3 separate regions of the Sus scrofa genome follow, and all the other regions are linked to region 3. Evidence: chromatin contacts called from public Hi-C and HiChIP or PLAC-seq data. All regions are on one chromosome and are shown on one strand. The core of a region is the stretch at or near the end of the contact, and the rest is flanking DNA. Distances in the headings are between cores, read along the strand shown.

Region 1 (4,991 bases), core at 2,362-4,861, 430 kb after region 3:
TTCTTTCTTTGCAGAAATCTTCTTTGCAAAAATTTTCTTTGCATTTGAGCTGACCAGAGTGGACCTTTATTCCTCACAACCGCAAAAGTCTAATTCAAACATTACACTATGAGAAGGCGGGAAAATAATGTTCTCCCACAAACTGTCCCATGGGGGTGGTCATGAACTGTCCTAAACAAAGAGTCAACCTGCGGAGCCTTGAGTGAGGATACGGAGGCGAAGGTGCCTTCATTGTTTGATATCACACACACACACACACACACACACACACACACACACACACACACAGGCTGAAGTCACAGTCTACATTGTGAACTCCATCCTTGAGATGATGTAGTTTTATAAAATAAGTTACATATTGAAGGTACCATAGAAATCATTATTAGTAATACAGACACATAAACTGATACACATATGCTGTTTGACTAGTCACTGATCCTGGAGTTTTTAAGTTTTATGAAGACAAAGTCTGTGGGGACTTCCCAGGGTCACAATAATTTTATTACTGAGGAAAGATAAGTTTCAGGGATAAGAAAAAAAATCAAAGAATCAAAACCAACAACTGGTTTCAAATCTTACTACCCACGTCACCTCACACAATTCAAGTTTCATAGTCTCAGTTACATATGTCACCATTAAAAGGTGAGGAGTAATAACTTTCTCTCAGGACTTGATAGCTATTTAAGTGAAACGAACTATTCTAAACATTTAGGACCATGTCTGGTATATAGAAAGTGTTCCAAAATGATCAGTTTCCATCCTTTAGTTTTAATGTTCTTGCTTTCCTCAAAATTAATAAATCTATCCATTAATCAAAAGCATTAACTATCCTTTCTTGGAAATTTTTTCATGGACATTATAAACCTCCGGATTCTAAGTAAGGATTCTTGCCACATATTAAGTGCTCAATGTATAAATCAGGAGATAATTTATTTATAACTTTTTGATTTTCTGCTTTTCTAGGTGATAAAGAAGACATGTTTGTGTTTTTAATATACATACACCCAAAATAATGCATATATTCCTAAAGACGCAGATTAAATCTTTCTTGCTCACTACGTTAAACTATGTTTCATTTGGTCTGAATTCTTGATTACTGAATAATTCTTTGGAGAGATAATATATGTTCTGCTCTACTGTATATTTTTTTTTACTTTTAAAAGAAGTTTTTCTTTTTTTCCTTTTATCTTTTTACCCCTATAACCCATTTCTCCCACAACCTGACCCTCACCTTTGGCAACCACCAATCTGATCTCTATATCTATGAACTTGTATTCCTGTTTGTTTTTTTATTTCCACATATAAGAGATCATACAGTATTCACAAAGGATTTCACTTAGCATAATGCCCTAGAGTCCATCTATGTCACAAATGGCAAGGTCTCATTCTTTTTTATGGCTGAATAATATTTCATTACATATAGTATATATATTCCACAATTTCTTTATCCATTCATCCATTGATAAACATTTAAGGGAGCTCCTGTAGTGGTGCAGCAGAAATGAATCCAACTAGTATCCATGAGGATGCAGGTTCAATCCCTGGCTCAGTGGGTTAAGGATCTGGTATTGCCAGTGAGCTATGGTGTAGGTCGCAGACACGGCTTGGATCTGGCGTGGCTGTGGCTGTGGTGTAGGTCAGCAGCTATAGCTCTGATTTGACCCCTAGTGTGGGAACTTCCATAAGCTGTGGGTACAGCCCTAAAAAACAAAACAAAAAAAATTAAAAAAGATAAACATTTAGGTGGTTTTGTTTTCTTTGGATAAATACTCAGAATTGGAATTGCTAGATCATATGCTAACTCTATTTTTAATCTTTTGAGGAACTTCCATACTGTTTTCCACAGTGACTACTCCAATTTACTTTTTTTTTTTTTTTTTTTTTCCTTTTTTTCCTGGCACTACCTGCGGCAAATGGAAGTTGCCAAGCCAGGGGTCAACTTGGAGCTGTAGCTGAAGCCTCCACCAGGGCAACACTGGATCCGAGCTGCATCTGTGATCTACACTGTAGCTTTCGGCAACACCGGATCCTTAACCCACTGAGCGAGGGTAGGGATCAAACTTGCATCCTCACAGAGACAACACTGGGTCCTTAACCCACTGGGCCACAATGGGAACTCCCCAGTTTACTCTTTCAAAAAACAGTCTATGGTAGAAATAAAAGGCAAAGAGTCCCCACTTTTACAAAGCTTATAACTGAGTTAGGATGTCAAAAATTTTCATAGAAAACAGCACTTAAAACTCTAATATAGTCTTATAATAAACTTCAGGGTTTTATAATATTGTTACAATGGAAATCTTCCAATTAAAAAAACTACCCATGCACTAACTTAACAAGTCAACTGTTTTCATTTATCCATGCTCCATCCTGATCCATATATACACATTTTTATAATTTGATATTCTGTTCTTACTGTTTACCATCATGGCAAAATTCTTACCGATGCAAAATATTTAAAATCATTTAACTTTAAATTGTTATCAATTAATAGAAGCATAGTATTAAAGGAACTAGTCACCACTGTTAGACATTGAGGGTGTTTTCCCTTCATAAATAATGCTGCAATTAATCTGACTACTGCATTGATCATTTTCTAATTTTTTTCCATCTTAGATTTTATTACTTTTCTCTAGAACTTTTGCCCCCAGTAATCAAATGGTAAAGTAAGAGCTTTGTTCATAGAAATACTGATTACTTACGATCTTTTTAATATGTCTTAGATGAATAAACCCAAATTTTATATTGATGATTTTAGTATTTATCTGCCTCAATTTGATTGCTTCCTGTGCCCAAAGTCTAACTTTTTATATCAACTGTCAGATCTGTTAAAGTTTCACAGCAAGAGAGATGGGTGGTGAGAGATTAAGACAGTAGGATAGGCTTGTGAAGGAGGGAGGATCTGACCCAGGGCTTGGAGACATAGAAGGATTGTGAGCTGATCTCAGAGAAGAGGGACTCTACAGATAAAGAAAGCAGGGTGAGAGAAAATCCCAAACTGCTATGATGAAGCAGTGTAATTCACAGAGCTTCTTCCCCAAGAGCACCAGAGGTATGGGTGGGAACAGCTGTAACAAGGGTGAGTAAGAGAAGGGACACATGGAAGGATCTGAAAACCAGCCCTAAAAACTTCCACTTCCCAAACGGAAATGAATTCAGAGTCATAGTCATCGAATCAGATGAAACATTTAAATGGACTCTTCGGTAAGACTTCTCTGGGGCTGATTTCAGATGCCCAAATCTGCCTGGCAGGATGAAGAGAAACTTCTTACTCTTTTCCAGAGAGAACACTTAGCAGACATCAGATGGTGAGGGGCAAGACAGAAATGGCCACCAACATTGGCTAGGAGAGGTAACAAAGATGCTATAACTTCAGTTACACAAGCTGTAACTCCAGTGACCTATTCTCAGAGTCAATGCCCAAAGAGAGTAAATCTGTATCCACTTGTCAAATTCAATGTGTCACCTGACCAAATCGAGTCAGAGGTAAGGTGTAGCACATATTTCTCTAGTTGACCACAGAATAATGTCCTGGATCCAGATGAATTCTCTTTGCACAGTATTTATTATTCTAATAAACCAAATGGAATGTTTAGAGATGACTGGAGCAATCTGATTGGCAAACTTACAGGGCATTCATTCTTCCAAGGTGACTGGTGCATGAAAAGTGAAACTATAGCACTCGTGTAAACAATCCATCTGCCTCATTTCCCTCCCCCAGGCACCTCTAATTTTCAGCTTATGTTAGCTGTAAGACGAGCTAATGTTTTTAGTGTAGAAAAATGGCATTATCCCAGACAGGACTTACTTTAAGGAAAAGAGGAAAAATGCTAAAGCCATACAGATGGTATCAGTAGGTACTGGTACCCATGACCAATGACTAAGATGAATCACTATTACATTTCAGCAGACAGGTGAGACCATGAATCTCAGAAACTAAACACTAACTTATTTCAGGCATCAAAAGTTCCACTTTAAACAAAACTGTGTGATAACTTTTGCCCATAAATATGTATAGTCTTGAACCGATCCCAAAGAAATGACTGCAAATCAGTAATACAGTCTGATTAACTCATTCTTTCAAAAAGGTCCCTCCCTATGGGTACTTGGAAAATTAAGAGCAAATGATTATCTTATGAGGCAAACAATTTATAAAAAGGAGCCAGGTAAGTCAGACATGAAAACAGGACTCGGAATTATGGGGCCAGAACCAAGATGCACAGGCTCCTTCCTGGAGCCAGACCAACACACCAAATAGATGCCCTTCAAGGTGAATTCTTAATGATCTCCAGGTAGTTACCTTACACTTATCGTTGGCAAATCTTACTTCTTCTTGATGTTATTAATGCTTGCTTTCAACTCTTCCCCCCCCCATCTTTGGATTCATTCTTAGATCCAAAAGAGGAAGCATTTTTTGAAAATAGTTGAAACACAAAACTCTTTAAGATATTCATATTTTTAGAAAGGAGAGGAAAAGGAAGAAAAAAGGAGGAGGAGGAGCTAAATGAAGGAGGAAGAAAAAGAAATAAAAATGAGAGAGAATGAGGAAGAAATGAGAGGTACTAGGTGAAAGGGGGAAGGAAGGAGAAGGGAGGATGTAGTTCTGTCTAGGAGGAGAAACAGAATATTCCAGACATGAAGGAATCAAGGCCACAGAGAAGTACATGCTGGACTATTTTTCCAGCTCCTCCCAAATCACGTCCTGGTTACTCAGTACCTGAGTATTCATAAAGCCCAATGCATTCACCTAACAGACTTCATAATGTTCAAGCCACAATCCCTTTGGTGGTTTGATGAAAGCTATGGAAGCCATCTCAGAAAAATATTTCCAAGTACATAAAATAAAATACAAAGAGAAACTTCCTACTCTTTTCCAGAGAGAACACTTAGCAGACATCAGATGGTGAGGGGCATGACAGAAATGGCCAGCAACACTGGCTAGGACAATCACAAAGGACACCAATTTTATGGAAATCCAGTTTTCAGACATAACT
Region 2 (4,448 bases), core at 107-2,606, 290 kb after region 3:
CAAAGAAGCCCATACACTTCCGGGGACAAAGCTGTATCCGCATAATTTCCTTAATATAACTTTGATCAGGAAAATCACTGTTCCAAATGACCTCTTGAACTCTCCCTACATCCTTGAGAGGAGGATGCTAAAATTCAGCCCTACCCCTGCCCAATGAGGAGGGAGCCCCAATCTTCTTGGCTCACTGTCCAGTTGGCCTACGGAGAGTTGCACAAGCTCCAAACATTCCTCTGGTTTGGATTTGCCTCGCTCTTCTTCCTTGGCCCAGAAAATGAGAGAGAACTGAACTCAGGACTGAGGGTCTGAAACAGCGAGGCATGAGTTTGCAGAAACTCTCCAGAATCATCATTTGGAAACATTCCCGCATGTCGGGCCCCCATAAACATCTCTCAGCTCACTCTCGGTGGGAGTAAAGACGTTACAAGGTGGCTCTAAATATATTTAGGGACCTGGTACGTTCACCTTTACCTGGGCTAGGTCTCCGTCTTCCCAGGAAGGAGGCTTTCACTACGGCCGTCCAGTCCCACGCTGCGTACTATGCCTACATCTGAGTGCCTGAGAAAATTCCCATGGGGCGGTGTAGTAAAAAAAGATCAACCACATGAAGATCCTGCCTTTTGATTTCCTTGCTTCATCCAAATTGCTCCCCAGGCGCTTTTAGATTTCGAGGCTCCCCTAATCACCCTTCTAACCAGCAGCCCCGCCACGGCATAGAAATTAATTTGTATAGCTCCTAAGTGAAATTATCCCTGGGGAGAGAAGATGCCCAAGGCTTTAACAATTACAACAGAACACAGCCTCGGAGTGAGAAGAGGAGACAAGTACACGCTGACATCCCGACTGAAACTCCAGGCTGAATCCGACAGAGAAGAATGTAATTCCCTTTCCTGGTTGGAGGGGACACCAAAGAAACCGGAGAAGTGGAATACCTATTAGGTCCCCACTAATCCTCCTCCTAAATTCAAAGCAGGGTTCCTCCCTGGAATTCATTTCTGAGTATTCTTAGTCGCCACTATTGTTCAACAGCTCAGTTGATAAGTGCTTGCAGCGCATAAGGCTTTCTACTGAGCTCACCCCTCCTCGTTCCCAGCCGCTCAAAGCACTTTACAAATATCACCTCATTATTCGTTATAACACTCCAGCGAGCCTGATCGGTGGAAAGGTTCATTATCTTCTCCTTACCAATAGGGGAAAGAGACAAAGGAAGAAGTGACTCGTTTAAGCCAACAAAGCAAGGCAGAACTGGAACTAAAACTCAGCCGTCCTCCTGACGTGCTGTGTGCACGTGAACTCCGCTCGCCTGCAAAGAGGTTCCGCTGACAGGGCAGGGTTTCCTAGCCACGGACGGTGTTGTAATCAGCAGGTCCACAGAACTGGGGCACTGGCTGGAGGGGAAGGGATGGCAGTCGAGATGGAGGAGCCCCATGTGAGGGGCCTTAAAGGGTTTGGACAAGTCACTTTGACTCCATGGAAGAAGGGTTTCCATTAGAGGATCTTAAGGGTTCCTTCCAGCTCTTAGACAATTAGTGAAGCCTGGAGTTCCTGTCATGGCTCAGTGGTTAACGAATCTGACTAAGAACCATGAAGTTGCGGGTTCGATCCCTGGCATTCCTTGGTGGGTTAAGGATCCGGTGTTACCGTGAGCCGTGGTGTAGGTGGCAGACTCGGCTTGGATCCCGTGTTGCTGTGGCTCTGGCATAGGCTTGGCAGCTACACCTCCGATTAGACCCCTCGCCTGGGAACCTCCATATGCTGAGGTGCAGCCCTAGAAAACGCAAAAAGAAAAAAAAAATTTAGTGAAGCCCTAGCTTCAGAAGAGGGGTTCTATTTTTTTCACCAGCCCTTTGTGACAATCTGAGATTCATTTTGCTTGTAAGCCTGAGATGGCATCCCTGTCTCTTTATAAGCATCTCTGTGTCATCCACAGTCCACCCCAAGGATAGTAGGGGACAAATCAGCTAGTAGGGACAGGTAGTCCTGGGGCACCAAGGCCAGGGACTGAAGAGGTGAAGGGAGGCTGGGAACAGAAAGAAGACTGGAAGAGTCAGAAAAAGAATTGGCAAATAACATTTTGAGCTGTGCCTGGGCCCTACCCATGGACACTCCTTACATTCCAAGGAACCTATGACAGGTCCTTCAAAGTTTAAGTAGGCTGTAAAGAAACAGAGTTTGCTTTGGTTTTTCTAAATACAGGCTTCACCTGTCAACCCTAAAATCCATGTGAGCAAGGCCCCAAGGTACCCTGGAGGGGTGGTTTTCCATTTAAACGGAATTTCATTTTAATTGAAATAACATTGATGTGCCTTCAAGTTAATTAAAACAGGATTTTACAGGTGGCTTCATAGTTTATAATTTGTGTTGCTTGAGCCAGATATGCCTAAGCCTTTAGAAAACCTGCAGTGTTTTATCTCTCTGATCTTTTACATTTTCTTTTCCTGAATGATGCTTTGATACTCATTGTTTGCCCCAAAGAGCGTTTGAGAGGGAGGACATTTAGTAGAATCAACACTTGTTTGCAGAAGCAGCCCCCACAACCAGAATAATGACCTTGGAAATAGTCTTGGGTGATGGGCTGATTACAATGACTGGATATAAAGGACTGACTGTGTAGCCGCCAGAAAGAAACACATTTTTGTAATATCTCAGTTGTTTCTATTGGCCTGGCCTTCCTTGCATTCACCATGGGAACTGAATCAACAAGTTTGTTTGCTTTTATTTCAGTGATTACAATGCATTCTTTTTTTTTTTTTTTTCCTTCACATACAGGGAAAAAGGAGTAAAGAACAAATGAAAGTCAAATGCTTGATGATCCAAAAGAAATGGGTATAATTTTATTTATCTTCAAGTTCAGCTGTAAAAGCGACTAGTTGCAAACTTTATTCCCTCTGCTCTCTCTGAGGACCTCAGCCTGACCTTGTGGAACCTTCTTTCTGGGAAATTAAAGAATTTCCAGGATTAGCTCAAGTTCTGAGGCTGCCAACTGTGACAATCTACAAAACTCTCTTAGGTAATGATTCAGACCCCTCTTCTGCTCCAGGCCAAGATGGTCCCTGATGAGTTGGAAATATTCTAATTTCCTGGACCTAGACCACAAGGCGAAGTGACCCTGGAAGAATTTCAGAAGGGCAAGTTCAACACGTCTGCATACTAAAGACTCAACAACTGATATACATGTAACAACAGAAATGTAATTGAACTTGAAAAGCAAGAATTAAGGGGTCATCAGAAACAAGTTTACAAAAGAACACCGGAAGGGAGGAAGGAAGGAGGAAAGAAGGCAGGGAGGGAGGGAGGAGGGGACCACAGGGAAGGGAAGGGGTGGGGAGGGAGGAGGAAGGGAAGGAGGAAGAGAGGGCAGAGAGAGAGAAAGAAAGCTTTATGAATTTAATAATAATTGGTCTCCACCACCTGATTCTGAAGGAAGTCATTTTCTGAACATCCCCTGATATGAACTTTTGAATTCTCCAGCAGAAGGCCAAGTTTCCAATGCTGATCGGATAAAATGCCAAATATCTCTCATCATTATAATCCCAAGATGAGGAAAAAGAGGAAGAACGAATCAATATTCTCAGTTTATTGTCGAGGGGCCCAGAGAAGGGTCAGGCTTGAGAGCCCACCAAGGACTGCACTAGTTAAACTAGATGTCACCCTGATCCCTCCTCTGACACTCGTCTTTCCTTACATCTCCTAAACCATGCAGACAGCTGGGCAGGTAAGAGAACATCAAAGTAAGCTTCCAACTCAATTCTGCCACTACCTCATTCTGTGGCTTCCTTAGGCCTTGTTCCCCATTTGAAAAGTGAAGGCATAGGACTGGAGGGCCACTGCCATCCCTCCCATGTCTCACATGGCCCAACACTACTGTATCTCTGCAGAGACTGGCATTTCCCCCCCCCCCCCCAGCCACAGTACATTTTCTGTCTTTTAAGTTTTACCCAGTGTTGGTCCCTAGGAGTCCCTTGCGGTGTCTGAGGAGACCCGGGGCAGGAATTCAAGCTTTACTGGCCAACAGGAATGCCCACTTCTCCTCACTCCTGCAGAGGAAAGTTAAAGTCAGAATACAAGGGTTCTAGGTGACCTCACTCAGGAAACCCACTGGCATATGCCCTTAGATACAATCCAAAAGGGGTAAAAGATGAAGATCCATGTGGGGAGATTTACTGTGTAAGCCAAACCTACCACAGGGTAAGCTCTCAGTGGGAACATCTAGGAAATAAATGGGTAGCTTTTAAAATAAATGACTAGAACTTCAAGGCTCAGATGTTTTCCACTACCCAAGATTTGCAGTTTCGTGTATATGACCTGGCTCAGCAACTCTCTCCATGACAATGGGTTTCCACAATGTTAGTTGAGGAAATTTTTAAGAAGAGTCAGCAACTCCAAGGAACTTTTCATTCAAGGACACTCAAAATGTTATGTAACTATTATTGCTTATGATCCCGAACAGA
Region 3 (4,498 bases), core at 149-2,648:
GGTGGGGATGAGGTGTGGAGGCAGACCCAGGAGCAGGTAGGGAGATGGGGGATGGACCTGTGGAGGACCAGGGGACCCCTTTCTATGGCTCATGGCCTTTTTCCAGAGCAGTGGTTCTCCCTGGAGGCAGGGAGGTGATCCCCAGCCCCAGGGGCATTTGGCAATGTCTGGAGATATTTTTGGTTGTCACGACTGGCGAGGGCGGAAGGGATGCTACTGGCATTTTTTGGGCAGAAGTTGGAGATGCTGCTAAACATCTTACAATGCACAAGACAACCCCTAGAACCAAGGATTCTCCTAGCTGAAGTGTCAACAGTGCCGAAGTTGAGAAAGACGAGAGATGAGGCTAAGGCAGCTGGTGCGGGGAGCCTCACGTTTGAGAGGTGGCCTCCAGGGGCTTCCATGGGTCCAGTGATGACTGAGTCTCAGGGCACCTCTGCAGCCTTCCCTGCTCTTTCGGGCCTTGGCATGGAGCCACGATTCTCTCTGCAGGACTGGTCCTGCTCCTCCCTGTCCACCCTATCCCTGCTGCCGTATTTGGGGCTGAGGGGCAATTTCAACAGCCCATGGGTATGAGATGTTCAAGAAGCCTCTTCTCTTATTTCGCTCCATGTCAGCCCATAGTTTTAGAAGGGCAAGGAAGTGAGGGCTTTCTTACCATTTTTCAAAAAAACACGACACATAGAGGAATTTTAAAGAAATTTCTCTATAATAATAGGAGTCAACACCATCAATTGCTTCTTTTGTACTAGGAACTTTCACATACGTGATATGGTATCATGATCACATGGACCTTGGCCACAGGTAATATTATTACTCCTTGAAAAAAAAACAACCCAAACCCAGCTGAAGTCCAGACAGGTTCCTTAATTCGCCCAAGTGAGAGACCTAGAAAGAGGTGGTGCTGAGACTGGGACCACATTTTTGCCTGCAAATCTGTAATTAGAGCACCATTGAAGATTTCGCCTGTAGGAACCTTGCAGGTGAAAAGGACCACGAGGGTTCTTGTGTCTGTCTGGCCCTGGTGGGGAAGCTGGGAGAGGAGCTGTGGACAGGTGACCACAGGAAAGGGGGCCGCCAGGAAGAGGAGGCTACTAGAGGCCACGGCTGATTCTTGTGAGGGGATGACTCAGCCTGGGCCAGGGAGGGTCCTTTTTGTCCTCCCAGGCCCATATCTGCACCCCGGGGAAGCCCAGCCATGCCATCTAACCCTGGGGTTGATAAAACTGCCCAAAAGGAAGGACTAGGCTGCCCTTTGCTGCCCAGAGAGCAGCCATCCAGCCTCGTCTCTCCAGGCATCCAGGCGTCCATCTGTCTGTCTGGGGAGCTCTGGCTGGGCTGCTGGCTGCTGCAGGGGAGCTTGGAGGCTGCAGGAGGCCGGCAGTAAACAGGAAATGGTTAAGTAAGAGCAGGTGGAGCATGCCGGGTGCTGGAGCAGGGCAGGAAATAGCTGAGCGGCTGAATGGACTCAAAAGAATGCCCTGCCCTCCTCCCCGGGGCTCTGGCAAAAGCACTGTCCACCCACTCCTCCCTGGCGGTGCTGTGAGGCGCCCAGCCTGGAAGCAGCCTGACCCCAGGGCCCTTCTCAGCTCTGCAGGGGGTGGTGCTGGGGTGGGGGAGGGGGTGAGGGACCCAGGAACCAGGAAGTCCAGCCAGGACCAATGAGGCAAGAAGGAGGGAGTTGCTCCCCTGCGGGTGGGAGGGTGGGGCCGCCCATCAGGCCCAAGTTTAGTGGCCCAGGTGTGAGGGGCTGCGGGAGGCGGGCAGGTGCCCCAAGAACCAGCAGCTGTCTTCTTCTTCCAGGGCCCTTTGCACTGACTGCAACTCCCAGAATGTTCTGTCTCGGCCTGGGTGGAGCACACAGCCAGGTGTGCAGCCTGAGATCCGGAGAGGAAGGCCAGACACAATGGGGTTCCCTCCCTCCAGACCTCAAAGTTGCTCATTTTCAGATAGGTTTCTGTGCTCTGCCCTGGAATAAAGTGAGTGGTGCTCTCTTGGCCCCCCGGCTCCCCTTCAGAGTGATCTAATCTTGCAGGCAAACAGGACTCTGCTTCCTGGGGTCCCCTTGCCAGTGAGCTTCTCCCCCACAACAGATGGTCTAGGTTCTCTGGCCTTGAAGCTGACCCATCGCTGTCCGAGGACTCCAGGGCATCCAGGTCTGAACTCCCACCCAGGCCTCATTGGGCAGAGATGCCCACAATGCTGGGCACCTAGTGGCACACAGGGATGCTGAGGCCGGAGTAGTCTGTCCCCATTGCTGGCTTGTTGCCCAGCACATGGCTCCTGGGAGCATCAGAGCAGCAGCGGGAAGCTGATGGCTTTGATGCCTGCCTGAGGAGGGAGGGGGACCAGTGGGGAAGAAGCTGTGCTCTTGACAGCAGTGGACATCAAGGGTGTCGCAATCCCCAAAGAATGATAGCAACCCCACTTTATTGGTATCTGTCCCATTTGTTCATAGTAAGTATATATTTAAGTATATACCTATATTTATTTATACACACTATTGACTTTAAAACCCTACAGCAACCCAAAGAAGAAGCACTTTGTTCCCATTTTACAGATGAGGAAACTGAGACACAGAGAAGTGAAGTAACTTGCCCTAGTAGTAAAGCAGCTGGAGCTTCGGGAACTCTGATTTCAAACCTGGGCAGATGGGTCCAGTCCCTACTCCAGCCACTGTGGTGAACTGCTTACGTGGGAACCTTTTGAGGAGGCCATCCTGGTTCCCCTGGAGTTTGCTAATGAGATCCCTATTCTTTAAGAGAAATTCCTTTCCTCTCAGGAGCCAGAATTTCTGATCACCCTTTCTTACTGGCTGAGGCTCCCAAGGCCTCAGACAAGAGGACCAGGACAGAGGAGGAGAAAGTGGTGGAGAGCTGATTTCCTCTCCAGGCTGAGCTTGGCATCTTCCCACTGCCGCTGACATGGGGCCCCAAGGAAAGTGCCGTGGATTCTGTTCATTCAAGAACCAGGTGTTGGCACCAGCGCTGTGCCAGGGGCTGGGCTGGGCACCGGGAGGAGCCTGCTAAAGTAGACACGTTATGTGCCCCGGGGTGTTGGCGGCAGAGGCAGAGACAGTCACTGACACGTCTATAGATTGAATGTGGTGGACACTGAGCTAGAGGGAGGCTTGGGGGTGGGAGCATGGCAACAGTGAGTCGGGCCTTCAGCCAGTCCAGGAAGTCAGACACGGTGTCCTGAAGGGGAGCATGACTTAGCGGAGCCTCAAAGGATGGTCCAGGTTTAACCAGGAGAAGAAAAAGGGGTGGGGTGGGGCCGAGGCAGGGCTGTGCAGGCAGAGGCTTGGAGGTCTGACATTGCTGGGTAAAAGCAGAGAACATAAGTGCGTCAGCACTTCTACTGACTGTGTGATCCTGGCCGGTGGAGATTGCATCACAGTGGCCCACAAGGCCACATCAGGGCCTTGGAGCTTTGTTCGGTCTCTGCCTCCTGGCCTAAAAGACCACGGGAAGGAGGAGGGCCTTGTAGGAAAACAGTGCAACTTAAGCAGACTCACACTCCCTGATTTTAAGAATCGTTATCAAGCTAGAGTAATCAAGACAGTAGAACTGATGAAAGGATGGTCATTGATAACAGTGGAATATAATGGAAAATGCAGAAATAGACCCACACACGCAGAGTTAGTTAATTTTTAGCAAAGTACAAAGGGAATTCAATGGAGAAAGGAGAGTCTTAAAAAAAATGGTGCTGGAAAATTTGGACCTCCATATACCAAAACAAACAAACAAACAACAAAAAAAAAAACAAAAAAACAAACCCCCCAAAACCCCACCAAACTAAACGCAAACAAAAACCTTAGCCTATAACTCAAAATGAATCATAAACCTAAATGTGAAACATGAAAATATAAAGACAGAAACGTGAGCAAAAGTATAAAAGAAAAAAAAAGTATCAATATAAAAAGAAGAAAACATGGGAAAAAAATCTTTGCAACTTGGGTTGGGCAATGATTTTTAAGATACGACACCAAAAGCACAATCCATAAAAGGAAAAGTTGACACATTGAACGTCTCGAAATGAAAAAGTTCTTTTTTTTCAAATGACACTGTTAAGAAAATGAAAAGACAAGCCCTAGACTGGGAGAAAATGTTTGTAAAACCTCTGACAGAGGACTTGTATCTAGACTTTATTAAAAAAAAAAAAACACCTCTCATGGTGTTCCCATTGTGGCACAGTGTAAATGAATCTGACTAGGTACCATGAGGTTGCAGGTTCGATCCCTGGCCTCGATCTGTGGGTTAGGGATCCCACGTGGCCGTGAGCTGTGGTGTAGGTCGCAGACGTGGCTTGGATCCTGCATGGCTGTGGCCAACAGCTGTAATTCTGATCAGACTCCTAGCCTGGGAGCCTCCATATGCCGCGGGTGTGACCCTAAAAAGACAAAAGACAAAAAAAAAAAAAAAAAAAAAAAAGGAAGAAAACCTCTCGAAACTCAATAATAAGAAAACAACCCACTTTTTAAAAAGGGCAAATATTT

What was found. A called contact is a pair of places that touch in the nucleus more often than the background predicts. HiChIP or PLAC-seq counts read pairs in DNA pulled down with a chosen protein or histone mark.
Region 1: a contact with region 3 is called in a Hi-C map of embryonic fibroblasts, with 3 times the contacts expected there. The contact joins two enhancer-like sites. A contact is called at or near these places in 6 of 47 Hi-C or Micro-C datasets (embryonic fibroblasts, epiblast stem cells, heart right ventricle and 2 more) and 2 of 2 datasets of contacts at active chromatin or transcription factors (alveolar macrophages and skeletal muscle).
Region 2: an H3K27ac HiChIP or PLAC-seq map of alveolar macrophages shows a contact between it and region 3. The contact joins two enhancer-like sites. A contact is called at or near these places in 1 of 47 Hi-C or Micro-C datasets (embryonic fibroblasts) and 2 of 2 datasets of contacts at active chromatin or transcription factors (alveolar macrophages and skeletal muscle).

The regions. Positions count from the first base shown.
Region 1 is chr7:91,967,676-91,972,666 of Sscrofa11.1, reverse strand. The region is part of intron 8 of RAD51B (DNA repair protein RAD51 homolog 2); the gene reads right to left. Among named protein-coding and RNA genes, the nearest start is that of RAD51B, 380 kb to the right of the region's middle. Within about 2 kb of position 3,611, at least 10 of the 83 cell types and tissues checked have an H3K27ac peak or open chromatin away from gene starts, as enhancers often do. A contact at or near this core is called in embryonic fibroblasts, where this site is marked.
Region 2 is chr7:92,102,074-92,106,521 of Sscrofa11.1, reverse strand. The region is part of intron 9 of RAD51B (DNA repair protein RAD51 homolog 2); the gene reads right to left. It overlaps LOC106507734 (a long non-coding RNA gene), which reads left to right. Exons shown (of 3, transcript XR_002346146.1): 2 at 2,767-3,712. Among named protein-coding and RNA genes, the nearest start is that of ZFP36L1, 390 kb to the left of the region's middle. Within about 2 kb of position 1,356, at least 32 of the 83 cell types and tissues checked have an H3K27ac peak or open chromatin away from gene starts, as enhancers often do. A contact at or near this core is called in alveolar macrophages and skeletal muscle, where this site is marked.
Region 3 is chr7:92,394,806-92,399,303 of Sscrofa11.1, reverse strand. No RefSeq gene overlaps it. Among named protein-coding and RNA genes, the nearest start is that of ZFP36L1, 99 kb to the left of the region's middle. Within about 2 kb of position 1,398, at least 45 of the 83 cell types and tissues checked have an H3K27ac peak or open chromatin away from gene starts, as enhancers often do. A contact at or near this core is called in alveolar macrophages, embryonic fibroblasts and skeletal muscle, where this site is marked.